Linked DNA regions of Mus musculus: region 2 is linked to region 1. The links are chromatin contacts, called in public promoter capture Hi-C maps. All regions are on one chromosome and are shown on one strand. Each heading gives the region's core, a stretch centred on a gene start, on an enhancer-like site or on the middle of the called end of the contact. The rest is flanking DNA. Distances are from core to core; before and after follow the strand shown. Region 1 holds the start of Ttc4 (tetratricopeptide repeat domain 4). Region 2 holds the start of Nrd1 (nardilysin, N-arginine dibasic convertase, NRD convertase 1).

Region 1 (4,899 bases), core at 1,518-4,017:
TCTCACTCGGTACTGAGAGCACCAGCAGCCACAATCTCCAAACAATAGAAAAGAGCACAAAGAATTAAGAAAGGGACCAATTTAAGAAATTTCCTAGATCCGCTTGCCTCTGCCTCCCAGAGGTGCTTGTTGTACACGCATGAGGACCTGATTCAACCCCTAGTCCCTACATAAAATGCTAGTTGTAACACCATATGCTTGGGAGGAGTAGAGGCAAATGGATTCTCAGGGCTTGTTGGCCAGCCCGCTTAACTTCCTCAGAAAGCTCCAGGCCAATGAGAGACTGCCTCTAAAAACAAGGTAGATGGCTCCTGAGAATGACAGGTTAACCTCTACCCTGCACGCATGTGTGTGCATACACGTTTGCGCACGCACACATGCACACACATACAAGAGAGCTAACTGAGCCATGATTACATACCGAGATAGTACTGTGCTGCTGCCCGGTTGGTATACAGGACAGCATTCAAATCAGGGTCTGCACACTTCTTCTTCAACCCTTCACTGTATGAAAGCACAGCTTTCTTATAGTCTTTTTCTTTAAAGTAGTCATTGCCCTCATCTTTATAGGTCTTGGCTTGCTCTGCAAAGAAGAGGAAGGAAGCAGCGTGTCATACCTTTTAGAAAGCTCACTGGAAACCTCTATCATGCAGTAATGTAATATTGCACAGGTTAGGTTTTGTCAGCTTGACACAAGCTAAAGTCATCCGGGAAGAGGGAGCCTCAAACAAAAACTGCCTCCATTTTGATTAATGATTGACACAGGAGGGCCCATCCCACTGTGGGCAGTACGACTCCTGGGCAGGTGTTCCTGGGTTATATAAAAAACTAGCTGAGCAGTGCAAGGAGAGCAACCCAGTAAGCAGCACTCCACAGTCTCTGTCACAGCTCCTGCCTCTCAGTTCCCGCTTGAGTTCACATCCTTCAGTGAGGGACGGGCTAGAACCTAAATAAACCCTCTCTTCCCCACATTCATTTTGGTCAGTCTTCTAGCACAGCAAAACAAAGACTAACACATACACAATAAAGCAAAGAGATGGAACTGACAGAGGAAGAAAAATCCAAATTAATGGTATGATAAAATTGGCATCAATATAGAACACAAGGCCATGCAAACTTAATGCCATAACCACTTCCAAAAAATTATGAGGTAATGTTACTAAGTGCTTTTTAATTTCTGGTTTGGTTTGGTTTTTGGTTGGTGTTTATATGTTTGTTTGTTTGTTTGTTTGTTTTTGAGACAGGGTTTCTCTGTAGCCCTGGCTGTCTTGGAAATCGCTCTGTATACCAGGCTGGCCTTGCACTCAGAGATCTGCCTGCCTGCTTGCCTGCTTGCCTGCCTGCCTGCCTGCCTGCCTGCCTGCCTGGGGTCAAAGGCATGCATGGCCACCATCCAGCTATAAGTGCTGTTTTAAAAAGGGGAATTAAAGATGGTCTAGAGAAATGGCTAAACAGGTAAAGGCACTGGCCCCTAAGCTTGACAACCTGAGCTTGACCTGAGGAACATGTGAAATGGTAAGAAAGAATCCACCTCACAAGGCTAGCCACTGATCTCTGTAAGTATGTACACACGTATACACACACACAAACAGTTTTACGAAGGGGGGATATAGCTCACTTACCCAGCATATGTGAGATTCTGGGTTCAATTTCCAGATACACATACACACACACACATTTATCTCAGTTTTTGAAGGACTTTAATTTCTATTGAGAAAATTACACTGCTCCTTTTCTTACATTGTGTCATTCACTGAAAAGCAATCCCCCTCCTCTCTCTGGTACTACAGTAGTGGTGGACCTCGTGGCACTCATCACACACCCTTCCTGATTTGTTAGGGCAATCAGGCTTTTCATCCAAGTCAGGCCTCTGGGGCTTGGAACTGTACACATTTACTTAGAAGGCATCCAAAGGAGAATGTGTGGAGTCAACACTGACATGTTAGCCATAATACTTTCGCTCAACTCAACAAGGACACAAAAGAAGTGCTGGGTGACAGTAAGATACCTTCTGGATATCGATCATCATCAAAAATCATCGACTGGAGGCAGGCCAAGTCAGGAAACTCCTCGGGGTCAATTTCTGATGGCGCTTTTTTCATAAATAGGGGAATCTTGTCAAATTCCTAGAATTTAAAAGAACAATTAGCGTTGTCTACTGATTAGATCCAATCCCAGGACACGACATCATAAAGTTTTTTCCTCGCTGAGCATGATATGCAAATCCTAAGGATTGGCTGGAGCTAGACATCCAGTTTCTCAGGTGTTAAATGTGGGATCCTGATTTCCAACGCTCTCCATGGGTGGTAGCAATCACCTTCAACTAGGCGCTGTCGCGTTCCTGACCACCTTCACCATCTCCTTTCAAGTTTACCCTAACCTGGGTGCTGCAGTAAAACAACTAAGGGACCCCTGGTAGTAGAGCCTGGTGGTGGTGTGTGACAGGACTGCCTGCAAAACCCCCGTGGTCTTAAACGCAGTCAACTTATACGCAAAACCTCGAGGCGGACGGTTTCTACCAGTGACCAAGCCTCGAGGACCAAGCTCCTACCCCAGAAGCCCCCGGCGCCGCCCACCTCCTCCCACTGATCCTCGCGGAAGCCGCCGCGGTAAGGCTGGCTCTGAAACTTTTCCAGGAACGCGTCCATGGAAGCGTCCTCTGTAGGCTCAGGCTCAGAACTCTCCATGGCAGCTCGCAACTTCGGCGCTTCAGTCCCGGGACCAAGAAACGCGCCGCTCCTTCCGGCGGCAGGGATGCCCTTCCTTTTGCAGTCCGGGCTGCGCGAGGCTATGCCTCTCGGGTTCCGCCGGCCTGGGGGCGTGGCCTGCCTGGAGGTGTGGCCTGACTCCGCGCTTTCCCTCTCGCCCAGCCCCACCCATCCATTGCAGAGTTTGCCTGGCCTCTAGTCTCCTCGCTTTGGGGCGTGGTTAGGTTAACTCCCTTTTGTATCTAAACTCTTCATCTCCACTCTCCAACCCTGATGCTTTTATGTCTTTTCTATAAATGTTCTCAAAAGATGACTTCGTAGCCAGGCCACATGATATTTGTCTGTAATCCTAGCACTTAGGTTTAATAGGAGAACCATAAGTTCAAGACCAGTCTAGACTATATAGCAAGACCCTATTTCAAACAAAACAAAACTTTTGAGCATACAAATACTTTTTTTTTCTTCACGCAGCACAAGGTTTGAGGTCCCCATACACCCCTACAACCTATAACTACATGTGAAACTCCATGTGGCTTACCCTACAAGGATGGGTGCCCAGCCTGCCTGCTCACCTCATGGATACTACAACAACAGAGGTCTTCACAGATACCCCCATAGGCCCATGGGAAAATTACCCCGAGATGTATGCCCACAGGTAGAATCCTTGGGCTGTGATTATTGACACATTCACCACTACTGACTAGTAACAGGTTCTTGTTCAGTACAGCTGCATTGATCTTTCGCCCCACCAGCCTTGCCCCGGGGTCCCTACATCCCACGAAGAGTTTTCTGAAGTTGACATCTGCTCATATATCTCTCTTCTCAGCACCCCCACCATGCCTCCCCACTGCCCCTACCTCCTCAGCAGTCTCCATGGCCTTAGGACCTGGCCCTTGCATCTCTCCTCTTTTTCCAGGTTCCCTCTCACTGGGACTTTGAAGAGGGTCCCATGTACCTGAGGGTACCTTTGCACCCACAGATGACCAGATGTGGTCATCTTTCCAAACCTCCTTGAGAAGTCTCTTGTCTGGCAAGTCATTCCAGCGGACACACACAACCTCTGGATACCACAGTCCCCATGCTTCCCGCTGAGCTCATCTCTGAAAAATTTCAACCCGGGAACCATTTGGATGTGGGGGCTGTCCTGCCTGTAATGTCCTGTAAGGCATTTAACAGTGTGCCTGACACCCGCTCTTTACCCAACAGCTGTTAGTAACATTGACACTGTCAGGTGGCAACACCAAATATGTCTCTGGATATTTTTGCATTAGTGTTAGGCAAACCGGATGACGAGTCAAGGGTGAGACTCGGCGACCAGGGTTCCCGAATATGCATGACGTCATAGGTGGGAAGTCGCCTCACTCCCTTTCCCCAAGAGCCACCCAAATCATCACCCTTCTGCTCTTATCACCAGGGAAGGGAAAACTGAGATGTCCAGGTGACCCCCTGAGTGGCTTTGGTCAACGCACTTAACTACTCTGAGCCTCAGTCTCCCGTTATATAAAGTGAACAAAACAGACCGCACGCATCTGTAAATGTGAAGTGAATCAGCACAAGGGGGCCATGCTCTTTTCTCAGACTTGTCAGAGTGAGGGCTCCGCAGGGGCTCTACGGGGGCTCCACGGGGGTTCCACGGGGGCTCCAGGGGGGCTCCACGGGGGCTCCACAGGGACTGGGGGAACTCTCGTGAGGAAGCCATCTGGATGGAAAGGTTGACCACATAGCGTTTACAGGGACCTGGCTGGGGCTTATGTCACTGCTTCAGAGACATCTTCCAGGAGGCCAATGCCTGCATGATCCAGGAGCGCCGTTGGTGGGAGGTGGGCAGGTTCTCACAGCTGGGGCTCCAGCGGTGCATACTGGATGGGTCACACACCCATGAATCCCCATACAGCAGTGGCCAAGAGTTCCGCCAGCAAGTGGCCATAATTTGATCCTGGGCCTGGGCAGCGCAGATACACACGGAGGCTTCTGGGTCGTGTCTCAAGATCTCCAGAGCTGGGTTGGAGGAAGAGGAAGCGATTGTTTAGACAGAACTCATCCTTTCTTCCCACCTCCTAGCCTTAGCTTAGACACCCTTCTGCAGCATCTTCCCAAACCTTCAGATTGTCACATCTTTCAAAGCCTGTATGAAAATTCCACCTCGTATAGGAAGCCTTCCTAGATTTCCCCAGCCTACCTCCCATCAGCT
Region 2 (4,899 bases), core at 1,007-3,506, 2.3 Mb after region 1:
ATCTCCTTCTAGGAGATATACTTTGTAATTATAGAATAAAGATTTGTATGCTTCTTTGGGGGGGCTTTATACTCAAATTTCTACACTGAAAAAGAGAGGTGAAAATGCTAAGTTTTAGAGATACCGTATTTGCCCCTAATGTCTGCTCTTGGGGATGGGGTGGGGGAGGGGGGAGAGACAGGAAAGCTACAAAGCATGCCATCATGGTACCAGGATACTTTATGAATTTGCCTATCGTCCACGAGCAGGGGCCATGTTGTTCTTCTCTATCAGTTCAACTTTAGTATATGTCCCGCTGAATCAGCGAGCACTCTGTGTGCTTTTTAAATATGTTTCTCCCACTAGCCCTCTTCTAAGCTCTAGAGAGAGGGGACATATTTGCTCATCACTCCCAACTTCTGGCACAAGGTAGCACCTCACTTGGTTAGTTAAATGAATGATGGAAAGTTCCACTCTATGGAAAACCCAGCAAATTGCAATTAAGGGCATAAATTATTTTTCTCCTTAGGAAAACAAAATTGATAGTTGAAGCTGAACGTTTCTTATTTCTGGTATTATTGTTTTGGAGAGTCAAAAATCACACCTAGACTAATCCTGTACAAAGCAAGCACACACACACACACACACACACACACACACACACCCTAATCTTGTACAAAGCATAGACTGACACTTCAGTGTCACTTACTATTGGTGTTTTTATGTTCTGGGCAGCCATTCTTGTACTGGAGAGACGCAAATGAAGCTACTTTGAATGAGGACTCTAGTGGAGTTGCGTGAAGACTGATAAACCTTTAAAAGTGTACTGAAACCAGGATATCTTAATGCTTTTATTTTTTATTTTTTGAGACAGGGTTTCTGTGTGTAGTCTTGGCTGTCCTGTAACTCACTCTGTAGACCAGGCTGGCCTCAAACTCAGAAATCGACCTGCTTCTGCCTCCCAAGTGCTGGGATTAAAGGCATGCGTTACCACTGCCCGGAATCTTAATGCTTTCAAATACTTCTGCCCCAGTTCATGTATCCTCTTCAATACTTTGTCTTCCTACCCTGTTTTGTAGTCTTAGCATTTATTGTTTTTTTTTTTTAATGTATTATTTATGGTCAGTTTCTTCCCATAAGAAACTAAACTTCAAGCCAAGGATTTTTTGTTGTTTTTGAGACGGTCTTAGTAGGTAGACATGGCTGGCTTGGAACTGCTTTGTAAACCAGGCTGGCCCTGAACTTAAAGAGATTCACCTGCCTCTGTCTCCCTGAGTGCTTGAGATTCAAGGTGTGGACTACCACACCGGCAACGATTTGTTTTGTGTATGGCTTTATCTTCAGCCACACAAAGGTTCAGAGGCAGGAAAGACAACCACTAATGTATCTATCGGCTTAAAGTCTTTTTGTTGTTGTTGTTGTTTACTCATATTCATTTCGTTTATCTCTTCCATGTGGTATGATCTCATTCAATGGTGTCTATCAGCTTTTTATTGTTATCTGGTCAACTGCTTTTTATTTTATATTGTGTCTGTTCCAGTCGCTGCAAAAGCATTGGCAAAAACAAAAACAAAAAGCTTGGGAAAGTTACTTGAGGTTAGTAGCCTAACATGTTCTTGCTTTTCAGTAAAAGTTGGCCAAACTTAAAGGTAGGCTGAGGACTACTCCAGGGTGTGGAAGCTTAAAAAAATAAACAATTCGCATACAAGAGTGAGCATATTGAAACAGATCTGGAGCGTGAAAAGCACCAATGGTTTGGCAGCCTACAGGATGGAAAGATGCAATTGTTATTTCCGGTGCTTAGTGACCCACAAGCACTGCATCCATCTCGGGATAGGGTGGGAAAAGACTTCCGGTGCTCTGCTCTTTTAAAAAAGAGACCCGCTGAGTCACTCTAAGAATAGAGTGCAAAAAATACACCGCAAGTGGGTGAAGAAGATCAGCATCCACTATCGCGACTCACTTCTGTGTTTTCTCGCTGGGGAATATTTTCTCAGACACGGAGCGCTACGCGGTTTTCCTAAAAACAGCTACGGACGCACGTCACAATCGCAGCAAGACTTCTCCCATCATCCTCCGCCTCTTTTCCTTCGCCCCGCCCACGTCAGGTTTCGAAATGCTCTCTGGGTGCGCCAGGAACCCGGCCTATTTCTATTGGTCTCTCGCTTCCCCTACTCCCATTGGCTGTTTCTGCAAACGTGACGGCCGTTGTGCGTTGTGATTGGCTAGAGTCCATAGCGTCATCGGCTGTCAGGAGGGTGGGATGAAGAAAGTCGGTGTGAGCGAGGCCGGGTTGGAGGAGGGGTTCAGGCCTGTCCTCCCCAGCGGCTGGGGCAGCAACAACGCCGGCCGCCGCCGTCGCCCCTGGGACGCGGAGGAGGAGGAGTGGCTGGAGGTGTAGGAGGAGGAGGTGGGCCTGGGGAGCGGGATGTCCAGCGCTACGACTTGCTGGTGAATGCTGAGGAGAGTCGCGGTTGCTGCAGTCTGTGTCACCGGGAGGAAGTTGCGGTGTGAGGCCGGGCGGGAGCTCACGGCTCTGGGGCGAATCGAAGCACGGGGTCTGTGCGAAGAATCATCGAAACCCTTTCCTACGCTGACCATGCCTGGAAGAAACAAGGCGAAGTCCACCTGCAGTTGCCCGGACCTGCAGCCCAATGGACAGGACTTGGGCGAGAGCGGCCGGCTTGCTCGTCTAGGAGCGGATGAATCTGAGGAGGAGGGACGGTCTTTCAGTAATGTCGGGGACCCTGAGATCATCAAGTCTCCCAGCGATCCCAAGCAGTACCGGTGAGGGAGGAGGCTCGGACTGGGGAGAACAGGGTGCGGGCTTCGGTTGGTGCTGTAGTGACTTCTGGTCTCCATGTCTCCCGGAGAAGCAACAGGGTGTTACTACTTCCCATCCCAAATGTGTGTTTGGGTGAGGCGGCCAGGGCAATTTGGAGTAGACGAGGCTGGCCTTTAACTCAGAGATCTGCTTGCCTCTGCCTCTCAAATGCTGGGATTAAAGGTATCCGCCGCCACTGCCCGGCTATTTTTGACTTATATTAAAGCAAGAATTAAGGTTTCCATGAGGAAGACAGGATGGATGGTAAAGGGGAGGAGGGTTGGTAAGGAAAGCTTGACAGTTAGTGATTCTGAATTTTGGCGGAGAGGATATTTGAGATGTGTGTGTGTGTGTGTGTGTGTGTGTGTGTGTGTGTGTGTTATTTTTGTTCAGTCTCAATCCAAAGGTGTATGAGTAAAGAGAGGTAAAACAGAGTGAAAATTACGAAAAGGATGCTGTGGTTTTAATAAAAGAACTTTACATCACCCTTTTCGTAATTATCACTCCTGTTTACCTCTCTTAGCTAGCCTGAGATGGAGTGGCTTGTAACCATGGGTAGCTAGCCACAACTAGAATGGCTTAGCTAGATGACTTCTTCCAAAACGTATTAGAGATATCTTGGGCCTCAGTTGTATGAATGGTAGGCGTGTAAGATCCCATTTTATACAATGTTTCAATCATGTGTAATGAATGAATGAATGGTGACTCAATCCCCCACCTGAATAAACTTAAGAGTTACTTTGTTTCATAAAATATCTTGTATTTGAAATAGTTTCTATTATCTTACAGCTTAGTTTTCCTGGTTGAAGACGTTGAAACACACTCAGAATTAGACAGCTAAATAGTATTGGAGCTTGTATGAAACTACCCATCCGACTCAAAAGCCAGTGCAGTATGTGCTGGGTTAGAAGCCTGCAGCTCCAAACTTATTATAAGCCTGCAGTGTGTTAAAAGAAGGAAAGAATTCTAGAGATCATCTTTTCCACTTTCCCCCCACTTCTGTTTTACAAACAACTGACACTCAGGTCCAGAAAGTAGTGACATAGTCCCAGCTTCAAGACTAGCTTAATTTCCCAGTATAATTTTTGTCAGTTTGTCAGGGTCAAGATATCTTTATAAACTAGGGATAACTTTTCTTGCCAAAGATGTAGTTGTAACCTGTAAGTGAGCAAGTTGAAGGTAATAACATTGCTTAGTTTTGGCCTCCCAGGTTAAATTTTCAGTACAGGTGTTGGTGGTTTTTTTGTTTGTTTGTTTGTTGTTTTCCTGTCCATACAAAGTTACCTAATAATGGCTAAGTCTCAGATACTGTTCTGATTGCTTCAGGTAGAGATTCGTTGACCTTATTTTTTGCTAGTTGTTTAACAAATACTAAATGTATGTGTCAGGTCCCAAACTAGCATTTCTGCACCTTGGCTAAATATACTGCAACAAATAACATTTTATCCAGGGTGGCATACAAAGATGATTAAATTTACAGAGGGAGGATTCAGATATTTAAAAAGTTAAAATGCGAATAGGGTGTGGTAATCCCAGTGCTGGAGAGGCGGAGGAAGGAGAACATCAGAAGTCAGGAGACATCCTTGATTATATAGCTTGGACTAAATAAAACCCTGGTTCAAAAAACAACCTGGGGAAGGGGAAGCAAAATGAGGCACCTAACATTTATGGGATTCCTAATGGAAGTATGTACGTTAGAGTAGATTAAAGAATAAAGTAGGAAGTGATAAACAGAAGGCCTAGATAGCTTCTTCCAAAAATGTATGAGAAGACTTGGACCTCAACTGGTTGAATGGGTACTTGTAAGATCCCTTATAATCTTCCAGTGTTCCAATCATCTGTAATGAATGGTGACTCAAACCCTGCCTGAATGAAGTTCTGAGCTTGGTATAAGGAAGACTTAAAAAAAAATGCAACTGGATGTATGCAGTGATATCCAGCTTTAATTCCAGTTCTCAGGAGGCAGAGGCAGGTGATCCCTGAGTAGGAGGCAAGCCTGGGCTACAGATCGAGTTTCAGGAAAGCCAGGGCCATATAGCGAAACCGTATCTCAAAAATAAAAACAAACAAATAAATAAAAAGCAACCTTCCCAAGC

Evidence for each region. Promoter capture Hi-C pulls out the DNA fragments that hold promoters and counts their contacts.
Region 2: a contact with region 1 is called in a promoter capture Hi-C map of pre-B cells, with 3 times the contacts expected there. The contact joins the promoter of Nrd1 here to the promoter of Ttc4 in region 1.

Annotation. Positions count from the first base shown.
Region 1 is chr4:106,676,177-106,681,075 of GRCm38.p6, forward strand. Ttc4 (tetratricopeptide repeat domain 4) reads right to left here and starts at 2,768. Exons shown (of 10, transcript NM_028209.2): 1 at 2,577-2,768; 2 at 2,009-2,126; 3 at 422-583. The coding sequence starts at 2,687. It overlaps Mroh7 (maestro heat-like repeat family member 7), which reads right to left. Exons shown (of 24, transcript NM_001126487.1): 24 at 4,241-4,706. The coding sequence ends at 4,462.
Region 2 is chr4:108,998,399-109,003,297 of GRCm38.p6, forward strand. Nrd1 (nardilysin, N-arginine dibasic convertase, NRD convertase 1) reads left to right here and starts at 2,257. Exons shown (of 31, transcript NM_146150.3): 1 at 2,257-2,766. The coding sequence starts at 2,435.